Linked DNA regions of Mus musculus: all the other regions are linked to region 3. Evidence: chromatin contacts called from public ChIA-PET and HiChIP or PLAC-seq data. All regions are on one chromosome and are shown on one strand. The core of a region is the stretch at or near the end of the contact, and the rest is flanking DNA. Distances in the headings are between cores, read along the strand shown. Region 1 holds the start of Pex1 (peroxisomal biogenesis factor 1). Region 2 overlaps Cdk6 (cyclin-dependent kinase 6). Region 3 has its middle 120 kb from the start of Gm36548. Region 4 overlaps Cdk6 (cyclin-dependent kinase 6). Region 5 overlaps Cdk6 (cyclin-dependent kinase 6).

Region 1 (2,700 bases), core at 91-2,590, 440 kb after region 3:
AACAAAAATTTGCTTGGAGGACTAAAATTCTCCACAGTCATGAATCCACAGGACTGATAATTTACTTCAAACGTAATTCTTAATCTACCACACTACAGGTTCAAAATTTGCCAAGCACAGGTATGAGAGGATGGGAAGAGTATTGTTGTAAAGTCAGCCTTTTAAAAGCTTGAAGGAAGAGCTGGGATGTCACTCACTGTTAGAGTGATTAAGTCGCAGATGTGAGGCCTGGTGAAAAACAAACTGGAAGGCGAGGTGGAGTGGTGCATACCTTTAAACCCAGCACTCGAGAGTCAGAGGCAAAGGCAAAGGGATCTTTGAGTTCAAGGCCAGCCTGGTCTACAGAACTAATTCTAGCACAGCTAAGGCTATCCAAATAAACCCTGTCCCCTCCCCTCCTCCCCCCAATCAGGAAGACTGAGAGCAAGAAGTGCTTCTGTGCTTTGGGTACATTTGGGAAACAGTTGGGGCCAAAATGACAGCAACAGGAATAAGATTTTAACAGGAGTTCTGCTTAACTTGTACATACCTTGCACTCTGTAATTTCACAAATTTAATGAGATAAACTTCTGTAAAATCTTCCGCTGGGTATTCATCTAGAGCGTTATACTGTTCAATCGCACCATACAGAGCAAAACGCTCAACTAATTCCTTCATGGCTCCCACTGCAGGAACTCCTTGTATTAGTAAGTACTGAGACTCCAAATTGATTGTATATACCTAAAGTCAAAGGAGACCTCGTTAAATGTACTCTTCAAACAAGCCTATGGCAAATCGGTCCTCCCACCCCCTTTTAAATGGAGCTTTGAAAACAAGAAACAATCCGGTCTGCAAAACATACACACTAAACTGTCACTCTTCTGCCTAAAGACTACCACACTCCACATAAGGGTATCTGACTAAACCACTTAACAGACGTCTTTTCCAAAAGCTGACTCCAGAGAGGTTAATGTAAACAGCCACTGAACACTCACTCACCCTGGGCTTGCCCTGTGAGAAGCGCTATTGTAAACACATAGGATACAAAGCTAAAAATAGTGGGTTGGAGGTTTGGTAAGCAGCTAACCGAGGGTAGTGATAACCTTTGGTACCGGGGCCCGGGTTCTTCGTGCCCCCTCCACTTAGAGATGGATCTCACAACATCCCTGCCATGCCTTTATGGAGGCAGGCCTTGGGGAGCTAGTGCTCACAGGAATTTAGTGTCCCTGCCGAGGGGAGAGAAGAATCCGAGTCACTCTACCTTGACCGCGCGAGGGCGTCGGCCCTCCCGGTATTTGGCCCGCGAGTCACACACAGCCGTCTGGACGTGGTGATCGAATACGCCACCAGGTTTCCCGTCACTGGATGCCATCTTGCCGGCTCTAGTCCCCCGCGCCAGAACAACATCCGCCAGCCGCGCTCCTCTGAGTCCAATAAGAGAGCAGGATGGACCAGGCGTGCTAGGATTGGCTGAAGGATCGACCCCATCGACGATCATCTCCTGAGAGCGAGAATTCGACGAGCGACGTGCCGCCCCCTAGAGCTTCGGAGGTGGCCCGAGGGTGACAGCGGCCGGGCGTGGGAAGAGGGGGGCGGGCCTGATCGATGTTCTCGGGTTCCGACGCTCTCACCTGACGAGAAGCCGGTGGACTCCGCTCTCCGGTGAGAGTTGAACCTTGGGACAATGTGGAGCAGCGATCGCTTAGCGGGTGCGGGGTCTGGTGGGGCGGTCGTGACGGTGGCCTTCACGAATGCTCGGGACTGCTTCCTGCATCTGCCGCGGCGCCTCGTGGCCCAGCTTCACCTGCTGCAGGTAACGCGCTGGCGGGACGCGGACACCACTGACGTCTCGTGGGACTAGGGTCAGCTGACACCTTTTCCTGCAGGGACATCGTCTGCCACCGACCCCGAGCTGAGGCGTGAGCGAGGGCCCCCTGCGGGCATGGCGTGGAGTGGCAGCGTGTGCATCCACACCACGGCTAGTGTATCCTCAGACCCTACCGTGGAATTCCTAGTGCACCCCTTTAACTCGGTTAAAGCAAGCTGAGCATGCAAGGGTTCTGCCCCAGCAGTCAGAAGCGGCCCTCACTCAAGGATGGAAAGTTCTAGAGAGCTCTTACAGGTTTGCTTACAGGTTGCTAAAGCATTATCCTGCCAACGAGTTGCCGGTGCAGCGATAGAGGTGTTGAGTGGCAGACTTGGTTTGTAGATTACCAAGGTTTCCAACCTGTGCGAAAGGTTAATAAAAGGATAGATAGCTCTCCCTGCTCCGGAGGACTTCGAACATAGCAAGAATATGTGCGGCGAGGGAGGTGGGGCGGGGTGACAAGGTGATGGAATTATTCACACCCCACACTTTCACCTCGGTAGCTAGGATTACTTGGACCTCAGCGAGCTGTCTGGATTCTGTCATTATGGTGTTTCAAGGCTATTAACCATCGGTGGAAATACAGCATCCATATTTTCCTAAGAGTGAGCAGAAATAGACTCTCTTAGTTTGAGTGTATTCATGGGGTTAGAGTATTTGAAATCTAAAATCCTAGATGCATGGTACCTGAACACTGGGTCATAAAAAAAATATACAAGAGTTTGAAATGACTTCAAGTATTCTACCTTTATTTCCTCTTTGCTACATTTATCTTGCTTTTACAGTCCACCTATCAGAACACACCAATTTCATCAGAACCATTCTTACTGTTAGTTTATCTCCACCAAATATTC
Region 2 (2,700 bases), core at 181-2,680, 340 kb after region 3:
TCTGAACTGGTTTTTCCCCCTGTATTTAAGAGCAATGAATGGGAAAGTCCAAGCCTTAAAAGTAAAGAACCTCACTTATATTTATGATGTTTTCTACACAGTGAAGGGAAGCACCCTTTAGCAAGCACGTGAAGCCCACGCTGTCCTCGTAGGACAAAAGGGAAGACACCTCCTTTAATAACTGACTTCCTTTTTTTCTTTTAAAGATTTGTTTACTTATTTTATGTGAGTACACTGTTGCTCCCTTCAGACACACCAGAAGAGGGCCTCAGATCCCATTACAGACAGTTGTGAGCCACCATGTGGCTGCTGGAAATGGAACTCAGATCCTCTGGAAGAGGCATCAGTGCTCTTAACCACTGAGCCATCTCTCTAGCCCACTGACCGACTTTCTTTTACCCTACCTGGTCAGCCTGGCAGGGCAGGCATCATATTGGTCTTCCCGTTCTGGGTTCCCTTAAGTCAGCACCGTGAAGAACAAGGACATCCTGACCTGCCATGTACTGAAAAGGCAAAGAAAAAGACTTCTGAGTACTGTGTGGCCAACCCAATCTACTGCTCGGTGGACCAGGAGACGCTGGCTCCTCATTATCCTGTTACAACCAGCGAGTGAGAGTTACCTGGCCTTTAAAGCATGCTTATTGATGGTATTTGGCTCGTTGGTTTCTCCTTGAGTCAGGCTGAGTCTCCATTATGGAACAGTCCCCTGCAGCCCCGTGTGTTAGAACATTTGGTTCTCACCTGGTCTGCCTGTTCTGAGAGGTGGTGGGACTGTGACCTGGCTAACAGAAGTCATTCATTGAGGCTGGAGGCTTGCATCCTACCGAACACTCTGCCGATGTGAGAAGTAACAGACGCAGCCGTTCCTGTCCGCCTTCCTCACCGTGATGAGCTAGCTGCCTTCCCCGAAACCAGGAGCCAACATAAATCTCCCTCCAGGTTACCTTTCTGCCTCTGAGTTTGCCTATTGTGGTGATGAAAGTCACTGGCGCATGTTCACCAGCAGTCACCTGGCATTATCTGGAGGACACAGGACAGTGAGGCGGTGGTGTGAGCCAGCTTTGCAGCCTCCAGTCCCCTCTTGTATCACTTCCTACCTGGGTGACTGTGCCCAACCATCCCTCGACCTCAGTCTCAAGTATTAAAGCGAGAGCACTCAAGCGTAAATCCCACACAGTGGTGCAAAACGGCACTCATGCAGCATTTGGCTTTCTCTTCTGGATTTATATACTCAGTATCGGTGATTATGTTGTCTGTGTTGCTACACCATCATCTAGAGCAGGATAGCATTATCATTGCTAACATCAGGCATGAGAAGAATTCGAAGTCAAAAAGTCTTGGGCCCTGCAGCACTGAGATCCTAGACAGTACCCCAGTCCTAAGTATCAGACTTAAACTTGGGCCACAGCACACTAAACAGTGTGGCCGGGTGACTCATTAATGAAGTCATGCCTAGTCACTCTGGGGCTCTTCCTGGTCCTGCCCCATCTGCCCCACCACAGCTTCTGCAAAGGCCAGAGCCAAGCCTAGAATCTGGCAAGACACTGAGTACACAGATGAGGTCCAGAAAACCTATCTAATAAGACTCAGAAACCAGGTGGGACTGTTTGGGGCAGAGGCCCACAGACTGCTGGGCAAGGTGTTAGGGGCTTCTTGCCTTGAAACCCTGTTGCCACAGCACTTCACAGAGTGGCGAGCATAATCCCCAAGGCCATTGTAGACTCTTGTTCTGAGCCACAGGAAGAAATGCCTCACATTTAGCTTGTAGGGGAACTCCGAACAGTCAGCAAGAATTTCTTCTGAGAAGGACAGAAATGACTATCTCCCTGCCATTCAGTGTCTTCAGCCTTCTGAGACGGGAGCAAGCACACGTTTGTCTATGAGACCAAGGAGCACAGAATGTGCTAGAACTGTGTCATGCCTACAGCTGTGTCTCTGGCTGACTGGCTTCAGTCAGGAAAAGACCAATGGTTGTCTGTGGACCGTCACTAGACACTGCCTTCCAAACTGATTGATGAGACAGCTGTGCCCTGTCCCGTCTCAAATGGAACTCCGTGCAGAGATCCCTTTTATTCTCATATTTCTGAAGCATGTTGAACCAGAAAGCTGCATTTGAAAAAATAATAACAATATAAGTTGGGTGTGGTAACACATGCCCGTAATCTTAGCACTTGGAGGGAGGAAGCAGGAGCAGTAGAAGCACAACTTCAATGCCATCTTTGGCTAACTGGCTTGTTTGAGAGCAGCATGGGATACTTGACATCTAGCCTCAGGAACAGCCTTTAAAAGTACCTCATAATGTGTATATTATATATGTTATTTTATGTAAGGTTGTTTTTGATTATGTGTGTAGGGTGTATGCACCTGAATGCTGATACCTACAGGAGAAAGAGGCATCTGGCCCCCTCAGAACCGGAGTTATAGTCTTCTGTGAGCTTCTGTGGGTACTGTGAGCATGACACACTCTTAAGGACTGAGCCATCTCTCCAACCTGAGGTTGACTTTAATTACATGCATTGCATACTCTCATTTGACAGCGACAATGTGGTTATTATAGAACATTTTAAAAATACAGGCCTAGAGTGTTCTTTTTTGTACCAGAAAGTAAAGACAAAATTTTGCAAATGTCACAGGTTTTAACTTGAAGGAGTGGGTACATACCTCTGAGGTATTTTGGATATCAAACTACATAATTATATT
Region 3 (2,700 bases), core at 20-2,519:
GCCTGCATAATTGAAATAACAGCTGTTGGGACTGCATGGGAAGCACTGGGGAACACTGAACATGCTAACATAGTTAGCCTCAAATCAAAGGTCAGGAGATTTTAGTTTGTCACATAAAACAAAACAAAACAAGCAAACAAAAGAAAAAAAACACCATTCATGTAGCCTAGGATATCACATAGTCATGTGTTGAGCCTTCTTGGCACACAGCTAAGCTGTTTAGATATATTTTTAGTTTGTTCTCGGTGTCCCCATTTCTTTTTAAATCACTTTCTTGTGGAGGGGGGGGGGGAAGAGGGAGCCACATTTAAATTTAATGGAGACAGCGTTGGCCAGAACTTTGAGGAACATGAATGCATTCATCCCACCCCCTTCCTTAGAAGCAGCCTCCGGTGTGAGGTGAGATTTGAGTCATATTAATTTGTCCCAAACCACACCAAAATTTAGCTGTTCACATCTGAAACATCCCACGATTTCTGTTGCAAGGAGGAATTTGTTCAGCCATGTTACAGCTTCCTATTTCTCTCCTCTCCCAAGAAAGGCTGGTGTCCTTATCAGGGAGACAGCCTTCATTTCCCACAGTGTGGAGAGCTAAATAAATACTCTCTCACAGTCGATGCAGAGGTAACTTTTTTTTTGATGGATTAAAAAAAAAAGCTGTTCTGAAAGTCCATCACTATTCCAGCATCCCCATTCAGTGAGGGGCTTTTGTCTCTCTCTCAGTGGGAGCTGCCATTTTAATGGGACCTCCAGCGGGGCCTGATTTGATGATGTGAAGTAGGCCTGGAAGAATCTAGGAACTTTTTTTTAAATTTCGATTTTGGTTAATTTAACCATAGTAGCTTTCAAAAGGACTGAAATGTTAAAGTGAATCCACAGAAAATGTCGCTGAGAAGCGGCTACCAGATAATTTCAGGGACTCCTTTCTGAAGCGCTGTCCTGTGAAAACCAATCTCTTGAAGTTCTAATAGGCATTACGAGCTCCCTGCCCCCAACCCGCAATCTATTTTCAAAGAAGAAAACCGGGAGAAGAATTCATTCTCAGAAATATGCATACGTATACACAGACACAAACACCCGCCCTGAAACCAGATGAAACAGAATCGCTCTTAGCTGACTGGTGAGGCCAAGCCTGGATTTGGATGGCTTTGTGGTAATTCTGGGGTTTCCCTTCTCCCTGAGTCATAGTCACCGCGGTATGTGAAATACTCTCCCCACCGCACCACCTCCTCTCCCGAGATCCGGAGTGCCAAAGCTGCACACCACGCACTTGCCCCACAAAAAGATGCCAACCCCCTGGGCACACTTCCCAAACTTTTGAGATAAGACTGATGCTCTGGGCGGGGTGGCAGGGTTGTGGGGAGAGCAGATGGAGCCTGCAGAGCCAAGCCTGCATGCAGCCAGCTCTCCGAGGGCGGTGCTGGTGTGGGCTCTGCCTCCGTAGTCCCCGCGGCCACACGCTGACTGTGCTTGGCAGCTGCTCGCCCAGATGCCAACCGCTGGAATGTGTTTTATGTTCCCGCACCTCTGCTTGGCCTGCCTGGGGACAAACTTGCTGGGCCTCTCAAGTGAGATGGTGGGTGGCAGCAGCTGGGGAACAAAAGGAGGTGCCCTCAACACGTGAGAGTTGGTCACCCTTCTGGGAACTGTCTCATTTCCCGGATGCCCTCTTTGTAAGGCTAACAGACCAAAGTCTCCACCTAGAATGATTGTTTTAGTATGTGGCTGACTGTGTGGACCTCGGAAGCCCGGGAAATTAATTCAGTGTTTCTTGCAAAGAGTCAATCAAGTGCTATCACGTAGAAATGAAAACACACACATGCGCACGCGCGCGCAAGACGAGAATCATTCTGGATGTGTGCAATTTTATTGTATCTATCCTTGTTGTATTCCGATAGTTGGATGTCTACAGAAATTAATTTGAAATTCAACTTTGTTTTTTTCCTATAACCAGGTTGTCTGCAGTAAGACTGGGCGTGGGAAAGATGTAGGCACTTAGACCTACACACAACAACAGATACAGGAAAAGCCTTTAAGGTTTCATGATTTGAGAATCTTTGAGACAGTTTTAAATCATTCAGATGATAAGATATGATATCATGAAGTTGGTAGCTAATCAATTTTATTACTCTGTTTTATTTGGCCAATGTAGATACTCTCCGGGTTTTGTCTTGTTCTTCTCCTTGTTGAAATGGTTGGTCCAAAGGTTTCCCAGCCCATCAGTGCATCTCTCTTGGTTATGAAACTATCTCCTCAAATTAAAACATTACCTCTTACATGGAGGAAGTAAGTGAAATTCATAAAATGCAATAAAAGAAACACACAAGGCCCAGATAATATAAGAAACTTACAAGGCTCAGGAAAGTCATAATTTTTTTTAAAGGCTATGCCCCACCAGTCCCAAAGTTATATAAGCAGTAAAATCTGCTTTGGAGGGGTCAAGGGGAGTTGGACATACACAGATGGACAGTGGGCTGGACGTCAACAAGGGCAGGGAGATGTATCCAGGGATGCATTGAAAAGCAAGCTTGCAGCTGAAAGAGTCAGACTCAGATATTTGACCAAACCATTGGACAGAAGCAGCTGACCCCTGTTGTTGAATTAGGGAAGGCTGAAAGAAGCTGAGGAGAAGGACAACCCTGTAGGAGGACCAGCAGTCTTAATTAATCTGAACCCCGGAGATCTCTCAAACACTGGACC
Region 4 (2,700 bases), core at 149-2,648, 310 kb after region 3:
GACTACAGGCTGCTTCTAACAGCCTATCTACAAGAGATTTTCTTTTAAGATGAGATAATAAAATTGATTTAGGGGGCCATATTTGTGACTCTAGAACATTTTCTATACCTTCATAAATACCTCAAGACAGACTATTCTTCACTCTCTGGTTTGGTGTGTTGCCGATCTTTTTCGGGTTTTGTTGTTGTTTTTGCTGTTGCTGCTGCTAGGGCTGCTGTTGTTTGGTTTTGTTTGTCTGATTTTGAATTTGTTGGGGTTGGGGAGCATTTTCGGAGAAATGTTTTTCTTGATCACATATCTGACAGCTTTTTAGTGACTGCTATATGCTAAATATAGTAGCAACCTCAGAGACCCCTAGAGGTAGAGTGTTAAAGACTGGCTCCCAAGGTGGGAAGCTATGGGACCTTTAGAAGGTCGCGGGGAGGGGGTGTCTATTGGGGCATGCCCTTGAGAGTGATGGTAGGACACCTTCCACCTTCAGGTTCCTTTTGCTCCTCCGTTCTCATTGTGAGCAGCTTTCAGCTTCACATGTTCCTGCCATGACACCGCCTCACCACCAGCCCAGACGAGAAGGGCCAACCTATCATGGACTAGATCCCTCAATGCTGTGCGGCACAAATAAACCTTTTTCTCTTATAACCCAATTATTTTGGTTACTGTGTTGTAGTAACAGATAATCAGCCGCACAGCAAGATTGGGGATCTGAAAGTAAGCAGTGTCATTATAGAATTAGGCGCAGTGGGAGTAACACAGAGGTAGAAGTAGATTCTTGTGGTCACACCAGGTATCAGAGCAAGAACTGAGGGAGGTATAGTGTGGGAATACAGAGCAGTGGACTGTTAGTTGTTTCAGAATGTTCCACAAGACTTTCAGAGAGGTTATCACTAGGCCCTACTTGTACTTTGGCCACATATGAGGGTCATCTCTATATTAAGTATCTGCAGTGATCACTAAAGGGACCTTTTCATCTCCTGGATGATAAACAATGCTCTCTGCAGTCTTCATGTTTCCTTGGGTACCACTGTAATCCTGTCTCCACCCATCAGCCTTAAGGATAAGGAAACTACCTGCCACACATTTCTAGAAAGCAGCAGTATTCTCTGAAATGTTTGTAAATGGAAAGGCCTTTCCTTTGAATTAGCTCTGAGGTCAAAGCCGAGCTTAGCATGGCCTTGGGCTGGTACTTCTTCTTTCCAGCAGTGTTTGCATGCAGCAACCACAGTGCCCCCAAGCACGCTGCAGCTAGCCCCGGCCTAGGTGAGAAACCTTCTGCTGCCTTTTATTGTCACACAGGTCTCTCTCCTGATAGCGGATGTACTTAGAAACGCTTTGTAAAGTCCTTGGTATTCGTGTGGTTCTTCCTAGAAACCGAGACGGTTTCAAGAGAAGGGTTGCAGCCCCTGAGCAGTAAGAGAACTCGTACTCTGCAGTCATCTATTAAGGGATTCCTTTACAGTGGTCCTTCCTTCCTCTCTGCTTACAAAAGATACCTGAGAATAATTTTAAATTCTAAAAATATGTTAATGTTAAGTGTAGGATCGTGTTTGTTTAATTTTCCTTTCTGTATTTCCTGAAAGTCTAAGGATATACAGATAACACATCAGGCCCTTTTCTTGTTTAAGCAACTTTCAAATTGGACTTCCAAGCTGTGTCTTCCATCGCCTGTTTCTCCAGCTCCAGTCCTCTGTGAGCTGCCGTGTTGTCAAGTCTGTAACTGGGTGAGGGGTGAGTTTGAGGAAGAGCCTGACTCGAGGAACTGGTTAGTGATTTCATTTGCAGAGATAGAAGACTGGAAAAGGAGAACAAGGTTGGGTGGAAGGGTAGTGGTACAGAAAAGGCCAAGAGAAGCGCGCCTGGCGTAGCAGGCTGCCAGCCCCGTGCAGAGCATTTTGGCTAAGCAGTTCTTCCTTCCCCTCTCTCCAGGACCCTTGCTCATCCATACACCATTTTAGTGAAAACCTTTTGGATATAAGTATCGTAGGAAGATCCCTTGTTCTCATCAGCTTTCTGATAAACATACAGTGCTCTAGAAATATTGACTTTAAAAACAAAACAACAACAGTAACAACAAAAACAGAACAAACAAAAACCACATTGTTTAAAAGTGATAATTAAACAAAAACCCTAAAAGGGAACGACTGAACCAGCTGTGATGGTGCATGCCAGCAATCCCAGCACTCTGGAGGCAGGGCAGAAGGATCGCTGCAAGTTCTAGTCCAGCCTGGTCTACATAGAAAGTTCTAGGCTAGCCCGGGCTACATACCCAAGATTCTATCTCAAAAGGGGGGGGGATCAAAATAGGTCTGATAACAGAACTTAGCACGTGTGCAGGCCTGAGTTTAGTCCCCAGCACCCTTCTCCTTCCCCAAAGGGAAGGAAGATCTGAAGTCAGTGACTTGCATAGTGACAGTGAACCTGAGTCACAGGTCCCAGTCCTGCTTCTGTTCCTGGCGCTGCCAGCCACCAGCTCCTTGCTCTCAGATGTCTCTCTCTGTCCATCTGCCCTTCCCTGTTGCTGGAAGCAGGCCATGGTGCTTCATCAAACATCAAACTGGAGGTTATATACAGCACGAGCTGGTTAGCCCAACATGGAACTTTAATGTCTGCCATGCTTCACGGATATTTCCTTTCCCTTTTCCCTACCCCTGTCCGTACCCTGAGATAAGGCAAGAAGAAGGAGAAGGGAGAAGAGAGAAGGGA
Region 5 (2,700 bases), core at 153-2,652, 330 kb after region 3:
TCACCCTACACAAGAATACATAAAACCACAGCCTTGGTAAACCAGTAATTTATTTAGCTGATAGACATTAGAATCTATATAAATATCAAGATTATTAGAAAGCTCCCCATGGCCAGGCGTGGTGGTACATGCCTTTAATCCCAGCACTCGGGAGGCAGAGGCAGGTGGATTTCTGAGTTCGAGGCCAGCCTGGCCTACAGAGTGAGTTCCAGGACAGCCAGGGCTACACAGAGAAACCTTATCTCGGAAAAAGAAAGAAAGAAAGGAAGAAAGAAAGAAAGGAAGGAAGGAAGGAAGGAAGGAAGGAAGGAAGGAAGGAAGGAAGGAAGGAAGAAAGCTGCCCATGACCATCCACCAAAATGGCCTCATACATCACCAGCTGAGTGTATCTAAAATACAACTAAACCCTAAAATACAACTCCCTGTAGAATGGTTGCTATATGAGAGGGTCACTCCCGAGACATGACCATATAAATCCTAGTAAAAAAGAAACTCATTGAGTGTGTGATGAGTTCGTTAAGCAGAACTGGCTGGTGAGGGATGGGTGCTGTGGGTTGGTATAAAAACTGTACGGGGGGCTGAAGAGATGGCTCAGCGGTTAAGAGCACTGACTGCTCTTCCAGAGGTCCTGAGTTCAATTCCCAGCAACCACATGGTGGCTCACAAACATCTGTAATGGGATCCGATGCCTCTTCTGATGTGTCTGAAGACAGCTACAGTGTACTCATATACATAAAATAAATAAATCTTTTAAAAAGAAGAAGGAGAAGAAGAAGAATTTCAAAGAATTCTCAGTGAAAGCCCAGAGGTCGCATCCTACTTGTTTGTATAAAATCTTTGAGGAATAATCATTTTTGTATGAGCAATATTTGGCATCCTTCCCAGAAGCAAAGAAGGCAGGTGAGTGAAACACTTCTGGTCTTCCAAGCCCGGGGCTGTCTCCTTCAGGAGTTACCTCACCATGCCATATTCAGAGGGTAGAGACATGGAATCTTCCACAAGTAGGGCAAATAACTTGTTCGGGAACACCAACTATTACACAGCAGAGCCAGGTTTGAATCCAAGTCGTCCTGATACTATAGCTGCCAATTGCTCTACTCTGTTAGGTTTTTGCTCTTGACAACACCAAACATACAAGAGCTTTTTTTTCTATAGTATTTTATGTATTGCTACAAGAGAACAACAATGACATTTTAGAGGCGAAAGAGCAGATCACATAGTCAATGCCCTCGATTTCCACTTTCCCCAGCGTTCGAAAGGCTGATTGATTCTCTGTCACATTATCAAGAGTTACATGCTTTCTATTCTAAAACTGATGCCTAGGAAATACAAACTCAATAAAGAGAGTCTTAGGGCAGATGGTTGCCAAATAGCCAGAAAGTTAAATACCATCTGTCAGTATTATCTGAGTTTAATAATTGCCTGCACTGACCCACAGAAGCATTCTACAGAGTGGATAACACGGATTAGAGCTATATTCTTTTTAATCTCCCTTCTCTCTCCTTTGTAAGTAAACCATCTTGATGTCACGTTGAGATGTGTATTGTGCTAAAACAGTCAGAGATCTGGTCAGTAGCCATGTAGTTAAAGTGATGGGAGGGCTAGGGGGAGATGTGGGGACAGGAATAGAGTGGTATTTAACTCTGCGGCAAGATCAACTACTCATCTCCACTCTCTGGGTACCTAGTAGTTGCTTTGTGGTCCTGGCCAGAACTGTTAGTTTCTCGTTTGAAAGTTATGGGGTTTTCCAGGTTAAAGCAAAGGTATAAAAGAGAGTGTACATTGAAACAGAATAGAATATGCTACAAATTCTTTGAATATGGAGATTGTGGTGAGCAGATAGGAATTCTTAGAAATTCTGGGTTGCCAGCCCTGCTGGTCCTTAGCTACAAAGTGCCAAATGCCACCAAGAAAAATATAACAAATACTGTCACTGTTCGCAGGAAACAAACTTCATGATAATATTACTCGTTGTCTGGTGGCTTCTCTAGACTTGTCGTCATTGATTTCTATGAATTAAATACCCACTAGCAGAAGCTAACAGTTTATAACTGTCCTTTGTGGCTTGAAGGCCAGTGAGCAAATGTCTAAAATGTTACTGAGCGCCTTGCCAATTTTCCCCTCCCTTGCTGTGTTGGTGGGCATCCATATTGTACTCTCCTAGTGACCTCAAGGAAACGAAGGGCTTGACTGGCTGTCACAGATGCCCAGGCACCAGGAGGTGAGAAAACCTGCCACCTCCGGCTCGGTCAGAACTTGCGTGCAGAGCTTCAGGCTCTTACGCAGCTAGGCTTTCTGCCTCCTGTCTTCTTGGTCTTTATTTAAAGAACTTTAAAGGAGCATCCTATTAGATACGGAACCCAGGTAAAGGGGACCAGTCTTGATAGAGCGATAGACAGATCCAGGATAGCTCAGTCTGAGAACAAGCAGATACTTTCACACTCTAATCAGTGTTGAGTTTTCAACTCTTTTTTTTTTAATTAGGTATTTTCCTCGTTTACATTTCCAATGCTATCCCAAAAGTCCCCCATACCCACCCCCCCAATCCCCTACCCACCCACTCCCCCTTTTTGGCCCTGGCATTCCCCTGTACTGGGGCATATAAAGTTTGCAAGTCCAATGGGCCTCTCTTTCCACTGATGGCCAACGAGACCATCTTTTGATACATATGCAGCTAGAGACAAGAGCTCCGGGGTACTG

What was found. ChIA-PET counts read pairs in DNA pulled down with a chosen protein or histone mark. HiChIP or PLAC-seq counts read pairs in DNA pulled down with a chosen protein or histone mark.
Region 1: an H3K27ac HiChIP or PLAC-seq map of the NIH/3T3 cell line shows a contact between it and region 3, with 8 times the contacts expected there. The contact joins the promoter of Pex1 here to the enhancer-like site in region 3. A contact is called at or near these places in 7 of 39 promoter capture datasets (the 3T3-L1 cell line, the C10 cell line, hippocampal neurons and 3 more), 2 of 484 Hi-C or Micro-C datasets (bone marrow-derived macrophages and myocytes), 9 of 115 datasets of contacts at active chromatin or transcription factors (the 230-238 cell line, the NIH/3T3 cell line, astrocytes and 5 more) and 2 of 9 other capture datasets (adipose tissue and macrophages).
Region 2: a contact with region 3 is called in an RNA polymerase II ChIA-PET map of effector CD8 T cells, with 18 read pairs. The contact joins two enhancer-like sites. A contact is called at or near these places in 1 of 484 Hi-C or Micro-C datasets (bone marrow-derived macrophages) and 6 of 115 datasets of contacts at active chromatin or transcription factors (CD8 T cells, acute myeloid leukemia, effector CD8 T cells and 3 more).
Region 4: a contact with region 3 is called in a BATF HiChIP or PLAC-seq map of CD8 T cells, with 8 read pairs. The contact joins two enhancer-like sites. A contact is called at or near these places in 2 of 115 datasets of contacts at active chromatin or transcription factors (CD8 T cells and effector CD8 T cells).
Region 5: a BATF HiChIP or PLAC-seq map of CD8 T cells shows a contact between it and region 3, with 6 read pairs. The contact joins two enhancer-like sites.

What each region holds. Positions count from the first base shown.
Region 1 is chr5:3,594,726-3,597,425 of GRCm38.p6, forward strand. It overlaps Pex1 (peroxisomal biogenesis factor 1), which reads left to right and starts at 1,341. Exons shown (of 24, transcript NM_001293806.1): 1 at 1,341-1,792. The coding sequence starts at 1,664. It overlaps Rbm48 (RNA binding motif protein 48), which reads right to left and starts at 1,822. Exons shown (of 5, transcript NM_172991.4): 1 at 1,241-1,822; 2 at 530-720. The coding sequence starts at 1,477.
Region 2 is chr5:3,493,096-3,495,795 of GRCm38.p6, forward strand. The region is part of intron 5 of Cdk6 (cyclin-dependent kinase 6); the gene reads left to right. Among named protein-coding and RNA genes, the nearest start is that of Fam133b, 49 kb to the right of the region's middle. Within about 2 kb of position 1,431, at least 161 of the 459 cell types and tissues checked have an H3K27ac peak or open chromatin away from gene starts, as enhancers often do. A contact at or near this core is called in CD8 T cells, acute myeloid leukemia, bone marrow-derived macrophages and 4 more, where this site is marked.
Region 3 is chr5:3,151,027-3,153,726 of GRCm38.p6, forward strand. No RefSeq gene overlaps it. Among named protein-coding and RNA genes, the nearest start is that of Gm36548, 120 kb to the right of the region's middle. Within about 2 kb of position 1,270, at least 196 of the 459 cell types and tissues checked have an H3K27ac peak or open chromatin away from gene starts, as enhancers often do. A contact at or near this core is called in CD8 T cells, the NIH/3T3 cell line, acute myeloid leukemia and 7 more, where this site is marked.
Region 4 is chr5:3,459,858-3,462,557 of GRCm38.p6, forward strand. The region is part of intron 4 of Cdk6 (cyclin-dependent kinase 6); the gene reads left to right. Among named protein-coding and RNA genes, the nearest start is that of Gm29868, 48 kb to the left of the region's middle. Within about 2 kb of position 1,399, at least 79 of the 459 cell types and tissues checked have an H3K27ac peak or open chromatin away from gene starts, as enhancers often do. A contact at or near this core is called in CD8 T cells and effector CD8 T cells, where this site is marked.
Region 5 is chr5:3,476,214-3,478,913 of GRCm38.p6, forward strand. The region is part of intron 5 of Cdk6 (cyclin-dependent kinase 6); the gene reads left to right. Among named protein-coding and RNA genes, the nearest start is that of Gm29868, 65 kb to the left of the region's middle. Within about 2 kb of position 1,403, at least 14 of the 459 cell types and tissues checked have an H3K27ac peak or open chromatin away from gene starts, as enhancers often do. A contact at or near this core is called in CD8 T cells, where this site is marked.